Regions from separate parts of the Mus musculus genome. Here all the other regions are linked to region 1. The links are chromatin contacts, called in public Hi-C and promoter capture Hi-C maps. All regions are on one chromosome and are shown on one strand. The core of a region is the stretch at or near the end of the contact, and the rest is flanking DNA. Distances in the headings are between cores, read along the strand shown.

Region 1 (2,561 bases), core at 21-2,520:
GCCTGCAGAGGGCGCACATGGATCTCCCTGCTATCCCTTGACTCTATGACACCTTCACAGAAATCTTCTGATTAGACCAATATTTTACTTAACTTTATTTTTTTTTACTAAAACAAAATATACAAAATAGAATAGAAATACACATATGAAGTTCTATTTTTATACAAAGACCTCTTTGCCTGGCATAGCTCAACCCATAAAACCCCTGTGTGAGAAGTTAATTTAATATCATGATTTATCAGTCCCCCTGGGGCCCTAATGGAAGATGACACAAGGCTAGAGATGTTACTGGAGGAAACTTGAAAAACAATGGCTGATACACAGGGACCTCTCACACAGCTCTTAGAGCACAAACATCCAGGCTTCTGTTTGGGGACATAGTTTGGATTTCATGTGAGGTCTGTGCATGCTCACAGAAAACATCCATAGTAACAAGGGACTTGGCCTGGACAGTGAGGAAGTTAGCTCCTTCCTCCCTCCGTACCCAGCAGCTCAGAACCTGAGGTGTGCACTTACACTGGGGGTCCCTGACCAAAGCCACAGAAGGGCTCAGCATCATCAGCATCACGATCACAGCGGCCAAACAGGGGCCTCTGGGGAGCCACAGTCACATCCCGCTGCAGGAGAGATAGTGGTCTCACACCTTGGCAACTATCTCCTCACTCCATCTATGCCCCAGGCCATAAGAAGCAGGAGATTCACAGCCTTGCTGCTGGATTGGATAAGGTCAGTATTAAGGACCAATCAGCGTCAGATATGAACTGCATCATCAGTTGCTAGTTAGAAATTCAATGTGAGGGACCTCTTTGAAACCAGCAATTTCTTTTTTATTTACTATTTTAGTGCTGGATCCAGTTGCAGCTGAAACATTTCAACCAGGCTGCGGAGTTGGGCCAGCTCTGTGATGGTCAGTCATTCACTCAGCAGTTTGAGGACTGGGGGTGGGGGTGGGGGGGTGGGGGGGTGGTACTCACTTTTCCTACATAAAGCTGTTAGGACAACTGTTGTATTTGAAGCTGTGCGAGAGCAAAGGAGGTGAAGGAAGACGACTGTGTAGCCAGGCACCTTTAGCCTGGCGCTTACTGCACTTCAGCTTAATAGTGTAGATGTCAAAAGTGATTTACGTGCACCCACTTCAGGAGACTCATATCCTAGAGCTGGAGAAGGCTGTGGCGCTGTGGACGCCTCCAGGAGCAGCCATCCCTGGTAACTGATGACGTAGCTAAGCTCAGCCTCTTGATTGGACCAGGGAATCCGCACTCCTTCAGTTAGGGGGATTCTAACAAGCCCGAAGGAAAGAGAAGGTTAGTCATGGTGTAGTCCTGCCACAGGCGGCGTGTCCAGCTCACTCCCCGCCCCCGTACAGTCCCTGAGCAGCGCGGCAGCCCCACAAAAGCTGCCGCGCCACAAAAGCGCTCAAAGCGGCGGCAGGTTTGTCCTTGCCGCCGCAGGCCACAGCCGACGCCACGATGAAGCGTCCCACAGGAGCTGTCCAAAATGGCGGCTCCTGTTAAAACGGCCTCACCGCGGCCGCTCAGCTTGCAGTGGCGGATCCCCTGTCCCGCCTCAGCCTACAGCCTTAGTGAAATACCGCCGCTGGAACTGTCCACCATGGCAGCAGCGCCTCCTCTCCAGTCTCCCCTAGCCTCCCCACAGAGATGGTGCCTCAGCAAACCCTGGCGAAGGCCGGCTGCAGTCAGGAAGGACTTCCTACCCTAACCCATGGGTCTGACTGATGCAGGGAAAGGGGGGGGGGGAGGGGGGATGAAAAAAAAAAGCCACCAATCCCTGAGCTTCCCACAAAACAAACAAACAAACAAACAAACAAAAAACCACCAATCCCTAAGCAGGAAAACCCACCAATTCCTGCGCTCTCCCAAGTTCAAGACTTAAAATCCCACCAATCCTCACTCTGGAAATCTCTGCCCCGAAAAACACTGCCCCCTCAGAAATCCTATATAAGCACTGCCCTTTCGTCCAGTTCCCTGCTGTCCTCTCCCAGGAGCAGAAGGCAGCCATCCCTGGTTTTGTTCCTCCACACCCATATGCCTTCCACTCGCCTCAAAAGAAGCCAAGAAGAAAAGAAACAATGAAGAGAAAAAGTGAAGAGAAGGAGTGGAGCTGAGGCTCCTGAGCTCCTCAGCTCAGCTGGGGAGACCCTCCCCTGGGAGCTGCAATGCCTCTGCTGAGGAGGCTTCCTTGCAGAGCTGTGTGGTTCCTGTGGTCTCCTGTCTCAGGATGCCCTTCTGCTGGGATATCATTTCCAGTAGAGCTGTAAGGTTCTTGGGCTTCCAAGATACCCTCCCATCCGAACAGAAACACATTTTAGTGCTGTGACTTGGATAGGCTCTCCTGGTGCCTGTGCTCCCCCTAGTTCTGGGGTCTGAGCCGCACTAGGACCCTATCCCCTATCTCCAGTTGGCTTGCAGCAGTCTCACCTTCCGGCTCACTGCTTACTTGACACCCCATCCACCAGTGACAATTAGGTAAGCTTCCCCTTCTGGTGGGTGTAAATGCTTCCCTGAGTCCGAGGATGTGACTGTTGGGTGTCTAGCACCCCG
Region 2 (2,561 bases), core at 33-2,532, 190 kb before region 1:
GTAGGTAGATAGATAAATAGGTAGGTAGGTAGATAGATAGATTGATAGACAGATAATCGGTAGACAGACAGAACACCTCTTATCAGTCCCTACAGTCCATTCTATGCTTGCACAACATTTTGCTAGTTCAGTCATTCACTGATGGACATTTGAGTTGAGGAGGTTGGAGGCCCACTGGATCTATAAACAGAAGTGGTTCAAGTGCTAGCTGTGTTGGAGAGCGAGGTGAGCCCCCGGGGTGTCTTTCTGCCTTCCAGTGAGCTTCTCAGAGTCTGTCTATGCCCTTCCCACAAATGACTGTGAATCAGAGTGAAGGACATCTTAGGAGGTTTACACTCATTTATTTGTTTTTATTTTATGTGTGTGGTGTTTTGCTTGCATGCCTATCATTTGTGTGCATTGCCTGAGGAGGCCAGAAGAGGGCGCCAGATACCCTGGGACTGGAGTTACAGATAGTTGTGAGCCACCACGTGGGTGCTGGGGATGGAACCCAGGACCCCTGGAAGAGCAGCCAGTGCTCTTACCCACGGAGGCATCTCTCCAGCCCTGGGAAGTTTTCCCTTTCCCCTCAGCATACACAACTGGATGTGTGTGTGTGTGTGTGTGTGTGTGTGTGTGTGTATGTGTAGTAAACCACACAGATGTGAAACTCACTGCATTGCTCACTTTTGGGTCATAGTTCTGAGCACAGCCTTCTGATTTGTCCATGTTTCCCCCCAAACTTATTGTCATTTTATTTTATTTTTTAAATTGGAATAAAAGCCACCATCCCCTGCAACACGATGTGGTGCAGTGGCTCATTGTGGCTTCGATGTGCATTTTTCTAACCATTAACGATGTTTTCATGTGCTTATGGGACATTTGCCACATTCTTTATATTTTTAAAACTGTATTTTAAAAAATGTATTTCACGTATATCCCAGATGTTACTTGACATGCTGGTGACACATGGGTAGGCTGGTGACACATGGGTAGACATGTGGACAGGGTCCTATGCTGGTGACACATGGGTAGACATGTGGACAGGGTCCTATGCTGGTGACACATGGGCTCTGATGGAACTCACCAAGACAGGAAAAGGCTTCAGGAGAGGGCTGATTAGCGACACCGAGTATGGCTGCAGCAGAGATGCAGAGAAGCTGAGCACAGGGGCTGCCGTTGCAGGGATGTTTCTGCATGCAGTCAGGCTGTGTTTAGTGTCAAAGTGTCCCAGAGCACTTAGTCATGCTGTACTCAGTGTCACTGTGTCCCAGAGTAGTCAGTTTGTGGTTATCTTGGCCTTGAGGCACTGGCAGACTCACCACAAGTCAGAAACGGCTCAACCCAGAACATGGGTCTTAAGGTGGCACCCAGACTTGGCAGCTGGGACTTGTGGTTAACTCTGAGGAGATAACGGTCATGCTCAGAGGCAAAGGATCTGCTAAGCCCAGCCTTCCTGAGGCAAAACAGTCTTGTGTGAAGTTGGGGTGACTCAGGCCAGCTGTCACCCCAGAACAGCAGCTGCTTACCATGACCTTGATGGCTTTCTCATTGTGGACAGGGTCCTGTGCATCTGTCTTTGTTGCCTGCACTTTTGGTGTCAAATCCAAGAATTCATTGTCAAATCTTAGCTAATTGGGGCTGAAGAGCTGGCTCAGTGGCTGAGAGCCCATACTGCACTTGCAGAGGGCTGGGATTTGACCCCCAGCTCCTGTATGCCAGCTATTCAGCTGTCTTTTCGGGACTCACCTGCACTCATGTACACACACACACACACACACACACACACATACACATACACACACTAAATCTTTATAAAAAGAGTTTTTACAGTTTTAATTTTTACATTTATGTCTTTGATGCATTTTGAATTACCTCTCCATCTTTTTAAAACATAAGGATTTATTTTATTTGCACATTTCTGTGTGTGTGTGTGTGTGTCCGTGTCCGCAGAGGCCAGACGACAGCCCCTGATTCTCTGGAGCTGCAGTCACAGGTGTTTGTGTGGCATGGTTTGTGTGCTGGGGATTATACCCTGGTCATCTGGAAGAGACACAAGCTCTCTGAACAGCTGAGCCACTTTGACAGCCACATCTCCACCTTTCTGAATTACTGTCTCTCTCCTCATTTGACATCACATGCAAGAATTCACTTCAAATGAAAGCTAAACAGAATAGCACCACAGTGCTTAACAGGGAGAGCTCAGCAATTCACATATGTTTTCTACTTCCTGTGCTCTGTGAGTGTGCGTGATACACTGGGACAAGCACTTTACCCATGGAGCCATCTCCCCAGCATCTCATCTCCCCTCCCCTCCCCTCCCCTCCCCCTCCGAAAATATTCCTTCTGGAAAGAAAGGCACGGGGCAGTGATGAATTGCTGGAGGGAAGCCCCTGCCTGTTGTGTTCTGCCTTATTCACCGGTTTTATCCGCTGCCCTGTTTTCAGGCGGTGCTAAAGGAGATCCAGGATGCAGTGGCCAAGGCGGGGCAGGTGGTGCGCGAGGCGGTAGGAGGGCTGCAGACTGTGCGAAGCTTTGGGGCCGAGGAGCAGGAAGTCAGCCACTACAAGGAGGCCCTGGAG
Region 3 (2,561 bases), core at 44-2,543, 160 kb before region 1:
TACATCATTACATTATCTTGGTAAGTATACTGGCTAATTTTACTTTGTGCATGCATGCACGTGTATGTGCATGTGTGTGTGTGTGTGTGTGTGTGTGTGTGTGTGTGTGTGTGTGCTTGTCAACTTGACCTAAGCTAGGTCATCTGGGAAGAGGGAACCTCAATTGAGAAAATGTCCCCATCAGATTGTCTTAGGCAAGTCTAGAGGACATTTTCTTTTAATTGACTATTTATTGATGAGGAATGGCCTGGCCCACTGTGGGAGGTAGAGTCTTGGGCAGTTTAAGAAAGCAGGCTGAGCAAGCCATGTGGAGCAAGCCAGTAAGCAGCTCCCTTCTGCTTCAGTTCCTGCCTCGAGGTTCCTCCCTGAGCTCCTGCCCTGACCTCCCCCAGTGATGGAACATAAGCTGCTGTAAGGTGAAATAAGCCCTTTCCTTCAATAGCTTTCAGCCTCCTTCTAAGCTACTGTGAAGTAGCTTTGGCTGTGGTGGTCGTCACGGCAGCAGAAACCTGACCAAGGCAGCAGAGGTCAATTAATCGATTAATTTATACTTTTTCCCATAATATTTTCAGCACAGTGTCATTTATTATTATTATTATTATTATTATTATTATTATTATTATTATTATTATTATTGTCATTTTGAGCCAGGGTCTCACTCTGTAGCTCAGGCTACACTCGTTCTGCCAGCTAATGTGTTCTATAGAATCCCATCCCACCATCTTACTGACTTGGTCCCCAATGCTTCCTTCTATTCTGTCTTTATGAGTATATTTGCACGATTTTATTCTTTTGAGAATTATGCCTTCCTGTTTGTCTTTCTGTCTTTGTTTTCCTCTTCCCTCCTCTCCTTGCTTGGCATACAAGGCACAGCACAGCCTGTCTTCTGCTTTTGCTGACGAGCTGCCATCAACCCCCTTTAAGCTACAATCCACAAAGCTATTTACATAGTTCAGTACCCTCTGCAGTCAATGTCAGTCACTCTCTAGGAAGGGAGACCTGTTGGTCAGACTAATTCAGGGACCCTACTAAGTGAAGGCAGCAGAATACACAATAAACAACCTACTTTGTTCTAGGACCTCATACTCTGTAGACTTTTCTCTCCCGATGCTGGTCCATTTTCCCACATTTCAACAGCCAACACTGACTCTCCAGGTAACCAGTTCTTGGCTTTTATCACACAGTGTTAGCAAAGTGTTCTGCCTAGCAACAAATGATGCAAAGTCTTCGCTCTTGATTGGTTAACAGTGTGAAGGAGGCTGCATAATTACCTATCTATTTTTTTTTTCAGCTGTGTGGAAGACAGCTCTATTCTAAATAGGTGTATCAGTCTCTTCATTGCCCCTTTGTCCCCTCCAGAATGGGCGCTGGGAGGGCCCCCTGGGTGGTGGCTCTGTTGGTGAACCTCATGAGGCTGGATTCCTTCATGATTGAAGGCAGAGACTCCCCAGGTAAGAAGAGAGGGGTTTGATTCTGGGTGTGGTTTTCTGGAATTGGCACGGGGCTAACTCTCCCCATTCTCTGTGGACCAAAGTCTCAGACTAGAGTGGCTCTGACTTTAAAGAGTCCCCCCAGCCAGGTGGTGGTAGCACACGTCTTTAACCCCAGCACTCAGGAGGCAGAGGCAGGTGGATTTCTGAGTTTGAGGCCAGCCTGGTCTACAGAGTGAGTTCCAGGACAGCCAGGGCTACACAGAAAAAAACCCTGTCTTGACAAACCAAAAAAAAAAAAAAAGAGCCCCCCCCACCCCCCCACTGACCAGGAAGCTCATGCGCTCCTCAGCACCCACAAAGAACTGCCTGGAAAGGTCTTCTCACACCCAAGACACAGATACCAGGGGAGTGAGGAGGGGAGTGAGGGAGGGAGGGAGGAAGGAGACATTTTCCCCTGTTGGGCTCCTTGTGCATCAACATCAGACACTAGAACCTTGAAAGCCGGAGTCTGAGCAGCTGAGCTTTCTCTACGAGCATCTACTCCTTTTATGGCTTTCTGGTGAAATTGGAAATCACATCTCCAACTATTAAGCTCCTGGTTAGCGTTCAGCATCGTCCTGAGAAGTTTTGAGGTGTGAGTGAAGTTGAGAGCTCAGACAAGTTGAGTATGTTAGTTATCTTTGGCCTCAGGTTGCTGTGTACAGCTTGTTTTTTCACTGGGAGACGGGCTATGCAAACACCAGCGTTGCTAGACCATGAAAACTCAGGCTTGTGAGCAGAAAACAGGATGTGATATGCTAAGAAAAGACTCCCCTCTAACGCCAGTCTCATTAAATACAGAAGAGGAACAAGCCTAGGAGGGGCATCCGTTTTCTCGGAGAACAAAAACCGCTCTGAGTTTATCACGTCCATTTGACAAATGGGGAAAAAAAAAAACAGCACGGAGTTTTAGATGATGATGAAAACCCCATATACTTTCTCTTTAGCTTGTAAAGAGGGAACAGAGAAGGGTAGACATGCTGAGGGACTGGAGGCTGGCACCTCGTCTGAACTCAGTGGCCCTCAGAGGGGCCTGGATGGTCATGGAAGTCATTCTCAGGGGGTGGCTGAGCACTGCTGGAGGAGACT
Region 4 (2,561 bases), core at 27-2,526, 140 kb after region 1:
TTTTCTCTTATCCTCCTCAGGTGTTTTGCCTGTCTCCACTGTTTCTGCTTGGCTTGTACCCAAAATCCTAGTGGGACGAGCTGCTCTGTTTGCATTATGACTTGGTCTTGCTGGGATGTGTAAAATCACTGAAGTATCAAAACTCTCCAGAATGAAATTCTTTGATAGTATGTCAATTAGGTTCTCATAGATAAGTGAGAGTTGGCTATAAATTGATTCTGGGTGAAAGGTGGGCTTCTTTTAAGTATTTTACATGTACATGTTTAGGTGTCAGAAGATGGCTAGAGAACAGTGAATACCAATGATAGAAACAATATTTCTTGAAAGGGCGTAAAAGCCCTGCTCTTCCTGTTGCCTCCAATCTGCTGACAGAGCATCTATGCGTACCGTCAGCCAGGTCCCTCATTCAGTCAGTGCTATATTCTATTTACAAGTTTGACTTAGGGCCACCAGTTTGTCACTACCAAAACTTCTTTGCTGGAACCCAGTGAACTCTATGTTGAGCAGTTAGTCACACAGTGTAAGGAAGAAGGTTCCTAAATGTTAAGGGCACTCGTCAGAATACAGCAGAAGCGTTCACATCTGTTACAGCTCTTTGGAGTTTTGCATTGAAACAGTTACTGTCAGGGTCTGTTCCTCCTGAGTGCCTGGTCTCTGGCACCAAGAGTAAACTGGTTGGGGATTAAGCAAATTGAGAGGGACTTGTTTACTGGAAATGTGTCAGGTTTTCTTTGAAAAAGAAAATGTTAAAATCTCTTAGGAATTTGGTATTTACATCTCAGAGAAATACAACACAAAAGTGCAGACTTAAAATTGAGAATTAATGTTAACCCTTTGTGTCTAGTTTGAAGCTTCTTGTATTTGTCTAAAACTACAAGCCAGAATTTTGTATCTCCTTTGATAAAAAGTGTGTATACTGTAAAGTAGTTTTGCATATTCTTGTGCTGCACATGGGCTGGATTTTTAGAATTTTTTAAAAGACTTTAAGCCGAACCTTGTAATTTGTGTAAATGACAAGTGTAAAATCCTTCCATAAAATGCTTAAAATATGCACTGTTTCAAATAAAACCAAGAAATGCAGCATTAAAAAAAAAGAAAGAAAGAAAAAGAAAATATGTACAACAAATGACCTTTCCCTCCCCAGATTACACTAGTTTCTTACAGCAATAGAAACCTAATTAGAACACTTTCTTTACAGAAATGTTAACACTGCAGTCTGATCCCAGATGCAGACAGAAGTCTAGAGCTACTGGACCCTGAGGGAGCAATAAAAGTATCAGGAAGTGGTTAGATTATGACATAGGAAACAGGACAAACCCAAGAGTCACACATTTTCCAGCTCTGGGCAGAGATCAGAAGGAGCCTAAACACCAGGCTTCCATCTTCCAGAAAATTCCACTTCTGACCCCAGAAGAGTACCCACTCTGCCTAGAATCAAGGAGAGACTGCATGTAGAACCATGGAACACTGGGGCAGTCACTCACCTGCCCTGTAAGCTGATTTCCTTCGAGCTGAAAAGCAACACACAGGAGTCAAGAGAGCCACTGGGCTCCTGAGGGGACCAAAGGGCTCAGGAGGAAAAGCAGGACTCACCAAGCTCCACCATGAGTGCATCTGAAAAACAGGGAGGAGAGGGAGTCTGTACACTTGAGAGGAAGAAAGGAAACACAGTTTGGGTTCCTGATTCTCTGAACTACAGGCCACCTGACCCAAAGGAGTCCAGGCATCCTCTCTGGAATTTGTATTCCACCTACTCTGATCAAAACACTGGGCCCTCCTGGGGACTCTGAACCTGTCCTTCACTGCTATGGTGACTTACTAATAGTTTTCAGAGCATCCTCCTTTGTCTTCTGTAACTCATCCTTCTCACGCTGAAGATCCCCTATTATCTCCTGCATGTTCAGCCTCGTAAAACGTTCTGTTCCGAGAAGATAGCTTGTCCCTAAGACTAGTAGTCCCATCACAGTCAGGGTCACAAGAAAAGCTGGCTTCCAGGGAGAGACCTGGGGGAAGAAGGGCTCTGTGGCCCAGACAGAGAGACAGTAATGGGTGAACCTGAGAAGAGACAGACCACCACACTCCAGTAAGATCATCACAACCCAGGCTTTGAAAGAGTGAGGGACAGCTCTCACCAGGGATGAACATGGCCATGGCTTTCTCCTGACCCAGGATAGAATTGAAAGTGGAACAAATCACATTCCTCACAGAGCTGTCTCTCACCACCAGTGAGGTCTCTGTTCTGAACAGTCCTTGAGCATCTTCACCGTGGATCTCCAAGGATGCTGTGAATTTCTCTCCTCTGGAGTCTCTCCAATGCACCTGAGGTTCCGGGTACCACCCTGAGGTCATGCACACAACACACACTCCACCATCTTCTGGACCTTTGATGTGCACTTCAGGGACAGAGCCCATTGCTGCAGGAGAACAGATGTGAACACCCTAGAAGCCACTTTAGGTTGAGAGACCCCAGGACAGCTGTGACTCATGGGAACCCTTCACAGGACAGATGGGAATTGAAGGGGAAAGGCATTCCTGCATTGGGACTAGGTTGAGCCCCTATT
Region 5 (2,561 bases), core at 46-2,545, 140 kb before region 1:
ATGTTTGTCTGCTAACCCTTTCCACATCTGAGTTGATGTTTCTCCTGCATGCTCCCTGCCTAGGCTTAGGAGATCTGTGTCTGTCCTGAGCAGAGCTGATGGTGAGAGCCCAGTGCGGTCCCTCTCTGGTTCTCTACATCAGGGTGCCAGTGTGGACCCTGGAATGCTGCAGTTCACCTGCGCTGCTGGAGCCCCCACGGGATGGTCTTGTTACCCAACTCTACGTCTTTCCCTTTTCCTTCATCAACTCTGTTTTCAGGTCCTGACCCCTGTTTAACTAGGATCTAAAATAATAGAGATAGTGTTGTAGTTTCAGGGAAAGAGACTTATTGTTTAGTCATTTGGTATTTGTCAGGTACCATTCCAGCTGATGGACAATTAGACTTAGTAGTGTATACCTGAGGAGAGATGTATTTGAAGCACAAGTTGATGACTCTGTTATTCAGCCTGGCACAGTGTGACAAACCTATGGCTGTCCCTTCCTGAAACTGCTATTTTACACCATTAGCCTTTTGTCCTTGAAATTCCAGGCAGCTGGATCTGGAAGCCCTAAAAGGTTGTGGAGTTTTCCTTAGCTGACATCATGGTTATGGAGGATTTAAACAGCAGAAGAATCCACAAGAGCAACGTTGGGCTGATCAACTTCTGTATTTTCATTGGAATATCGTGAATGTAGAAGACTCCTGCATGGGGAAGGTGCATGAGCCAGCAGGGCTGAGACACACATTAACCTGACATTTCCAACATGTACACAGGACAGCTCAATGCTTTCCATTATTAACCACATCACACTGCTCTTCCATGTGAGCTTATCAAAACCTAGAATACAGTTCAGGGAACATGGCTTGCATTTTACAAAGAGAATTCCAGGATTGGAAAGAGGCTCAGCGACTCCCCAAGAACTCTGCTTTCTCACCTGAGGCACCCCAGAGGGTCAGATGTAACAAAACATGATTTCTCTGTCTCTTAATACATGTCACACTCATTTCTCCCACTACAACCTCAAGTGTAAGAACAGTAGATTTGAAATAATTATCCCAAAGTTGTCTATACTTCACGCACTTTTCTCTTTAAACCCCCAAACACAGGCAGTCTGCAGTTTAGAAAAGTTTACTCTGTAACTGAGAGGAGCAGTCACCTCAAACGTTCATCCAGTGGGGCTCATGAAGAAACAGACCATGCCGCGCATAGAGAGCCTTTGTAAACAAAGTCTACCCAGAGACAGATGACAGACTTCAGCTCCAATGCTGATTGGTTCCTCACTTGGGACCAACCCTGACACTCTGGGATTTCAGATCACTCCAGGCTACAGAACTTTGCTTTCTGAAGGGGGCACAGCAGGTGTGAGTCCTGGTGACTGCCATTACCTGTGCCTTAGAGATGGCTCTGCAGATCCCCAGCCTCCTCCTCTCGGCTGCTGTGGTGGTGCTGATGGTGCTGAGCAGCCCAGGGACTGAGGGCGGAGACTCCGAAAGTAAGTGCCGGGGGCAGGGCTCTCCAGAGCCAGCACTCTGGGGGTCGTGTTCTGAGGGACCCTGGGGACTCTGGGATGTGGGAGGGGGTGGCAAAATCCTGATTTTACTATAGATTTCCTTTCTCTGAAGAGAGAGTGAGACTCCATTCTCACTTCTGTGTTCTAATATTGAGTTAGGATGGTGCCGCCGCCGGTGCGAGCCTGACATATAAACGGAGGAGGAGGAGGAGGCGGCAGAATTTAAATCGACCACCAAAGATAAGGGTTGTGCATGGGGAGACAGCAGGGCTTACAATACCAGTGCCCCCACCCACTCCCCCGTACAGGGCTTACAATACCAGTGCCCCCCACCCCCACCCCGTACATTGTCTGGAGGAAATGCCAGATTCTGAAGTGGGGAAACAGATCAGCGATGGTCTGTGGTCCCGATGTTTGCGGACAACTCCTCATGTGGAGTGGAGGTTTAAGAGAGCGAACTCTAGGCGTCTAACTCAGAGAGAAGCCAGTGACCAAGAAACCTAATTTTTTTGGTCAAATGGAATCCAGAACTCAAACACTGAGTTAGTAAATTGAATTTCCAAGAAAACACTAGGCCCAGAAGGGACATATGTGATACATACCCTGGGGTGAGCGGAGGTGTCCTAGTTCGTTCGGAGACCAGAGAGTAAATAAAGCCCCAGTCCCCTAAGCCATAGAGGTGTCTTCAGTCTCGCAGTTACCCTTAAGATGCCTGGAGTGACCGTGCAAGCAGGCAGTTCTCAGAGGTTGCCTGGATTCCCATTTGTTGGTTTTGTAGTCGGGGCTCTCCTGAGAACGAGTGCCCCCTAGGGGGTCAGGGCCTTTTGCACACAGGAGAGAGTCCCACAGGGTGGGGGTGGGGTAGCAGAAACTGGCAAATATTTTATTTATTTTTTGTATCCTAGTTTTATTAGTTCGCTGAGAATTTCGTACAGTTTTGGTCATATTTACTCCCTCTTCCAACTCTACCCAGGCCCATCCCCCCCCCTCTACCACCCAACTTTTGGTGTCCCTTAGTTTTATTATTATTTTTTTTTTCAAATGTACCAAGTACCGTTTGCGTTTCCTG

Evidence for each region. Promoter capture Hi-C pulls out the DNA fragments that hold promoters and counts their contacts. A called contact is a pair of places that touch in the nucleus more often than the background predicts. Capture Hi-C pulls out chosen DNA fragments and counts their contacts.
Region 2: a promoter capture Hi-C map of pre-B cells shows a contact between it and region 1. The contact joins the enhancer-like site here to the promoter of BC051142 in region 1. A contact is called at or near these places in 4 of 39 promoter capture datasets (the C10 cell line, the HPC-7 cell line, embryonic stem cells and 1 more), 5 of 484 Hi-C or Micro-C datasets (B cells, bone marrow-derived macrophages, cerebral cortex and 1 more), 5 of 115 datasets of contacts at active chromatin or transcription factors (bone marrow-derived macrophages, embryonic stem cells, microglia and 1 more) and 4 of 9 other capture datasets (adipose tissue, embryonic stem cells, liver and 1 more).
Region 3: a Hi-C map of bone marrow-derived macrophages shows a contact between it and region 1, with 56 read pairs. The contact joins the promoter of H2-Ob here to the promoter of BC051142 in region 1. A contact is called at or near these places in 14 of 39 promoter capture datasets (the C10 cell line, the HPC-7 cell line, HPC-7-derived erythroid cells and 10 more), 5 of 15 datasets of contacts at CTCF or cohesin (the NIH/3T3 cell line, embryonic stem cells and large pre-B cells), 68 of 484 Hi-C or Micro-C datasets (B cells, the BV-2 cell line, the C10 cell line and 39 more), 15 of 115 datasets of contacts at active chromatin or transcription factors (CD8 T cells, the HPC-7 cell line, bone marrow-derived dendritic cells and 9 more) and 5 of 9 other capture datasets (adipose tissue, embryonic stem cells, liver and 2 more).
Region 4: a contact with region 1 is called in a Hi-C map of bone marrow-derived macrophages, with 32 read pairs. The contact joins the enhancer-like site here to the promoter of BC051142 in region 1. A contact is called at or near these places in 10 of 39 promoter capture datasets (the C10 cell line, the HPC-7 cell line, HPC-7-derived erythroid cells and 5 more), 1 of 15 datasets of contacts at CTCF or cohesin (stem cell-derived epiblast-like cells), 29 of 484 Hi-C or Micro-C datasets (the HL-1 cell line, the MC3T3-E1 cell line, adipose-derived mesenchymal stem cells and 13 more), 5 of 115 datasets of contacts at active chromatin or transcription factors (bone marrow-derived macrophages, embryonic stem cells and epiblast stem cells) and 2 of 9 other capture datasets (adipose tissue and embryonic stem cells).
Region 5: a promoter capture Hi-C map of adipose tissue shows a contact between it and region 1. The contact joins the promoter of H2-Ab1 here to the promoter of BC051142 in region 1. A contact is called at or near these places in 21 of 39 promoter capture datasets (the 3T3-L1 cell line, the C10 cell line, the HPC-7 cell line and 12 more), 2 of 15 datasets of contacts at CTCF or cohesin (both in embryonic stem cells), 43 of 484 Hi-C or Micro-C datasets (B cells, the C10 cell line, CD4 T cells and 26 more), 12 of 115 datasets of contacts at active chromatin or transcription factors (the 230-238 cell line, the HPC-7 cell line, bone marrow-derived macrophages and 5 more) and 3 of 9 other capture datasets (adipose tissue, liver and pancreatic islet).

The regions. Positions count from the first base shown.
Region 1 is chr17:34,397,550-34,400,110 of GRCm38.p6, forward strand. It overlaps BC051142 (cDNA sequence BC051142), which reads left to right and starts at 1,271. Exons shown (of 20, transcript NM_001001177.2): 1 at 1,271-1,304.
Region 2 is chr17:34,209,444-34,212,004 of GRCm38.p6, forward strand. Tap2 (transporter 2, ATP-binding cassette, sub-family B (MDR/TAP)) reads left to right here. Exons shown (of 12, transcript NM_011530.3): 6 at 2,427-2,561. Among named protein-coding and RNA genes, the nearest start is that of Tap2, 6.2 kb to the left of the region's middle. Within about 2 kb of position 1,283, at least 103 of the 459 cell types and tissues checked have an H3K27ac peak or open chromatin away from gene starts, as enhancers often do. A contact at or near this core is called in the HPC-7 cell line, bone marrow-derived macrophages and pre-B cells, where this site is marked.
Region 3 is chr17:34,237,612-34,240,172 of GRCm38.p6, forward strand. H2-Ob (histocompatibility 2, O region beta locus) reads left to right here and starts at 1,294. Exons shown (of 6, transcript NM_010389.3): 1 at 1,294-1,451. The coding sequence starts at 1,361.
Region 4 is chr17:34,539,230-34,541,790 of GRCm38.p6, forward strand. It overlaps the pseudogene Btnl7-ps. Among named protein-coding and RNA genes, the nearest start is that of Gm31560, 3.2 kb to the right of the region's middle. Within about 2 kb of position 1,277, at least 5 of the 459 cell types and tissues checked have an H3K27ac peak or open chromatin away from gene starts, as enhancers often do. A contact at or near this core is called in bone marrow-derived macrophages, stem cell-derived germline stem cell-like cells and trophoblast stem cells, where this site is marked.
Region 5 is chr17:34,261,932-34,264,492 of GRCm38.p6, forward strand. It overlaps H2-Ab1 (histocompatibility 2, class II antigen A, beta 1), which reads left to right and starts at 1,296. Exons shown (of 6, transcript NM_207105.3): 1 at 1,296-1,474. The coding sequence starts at 1,381.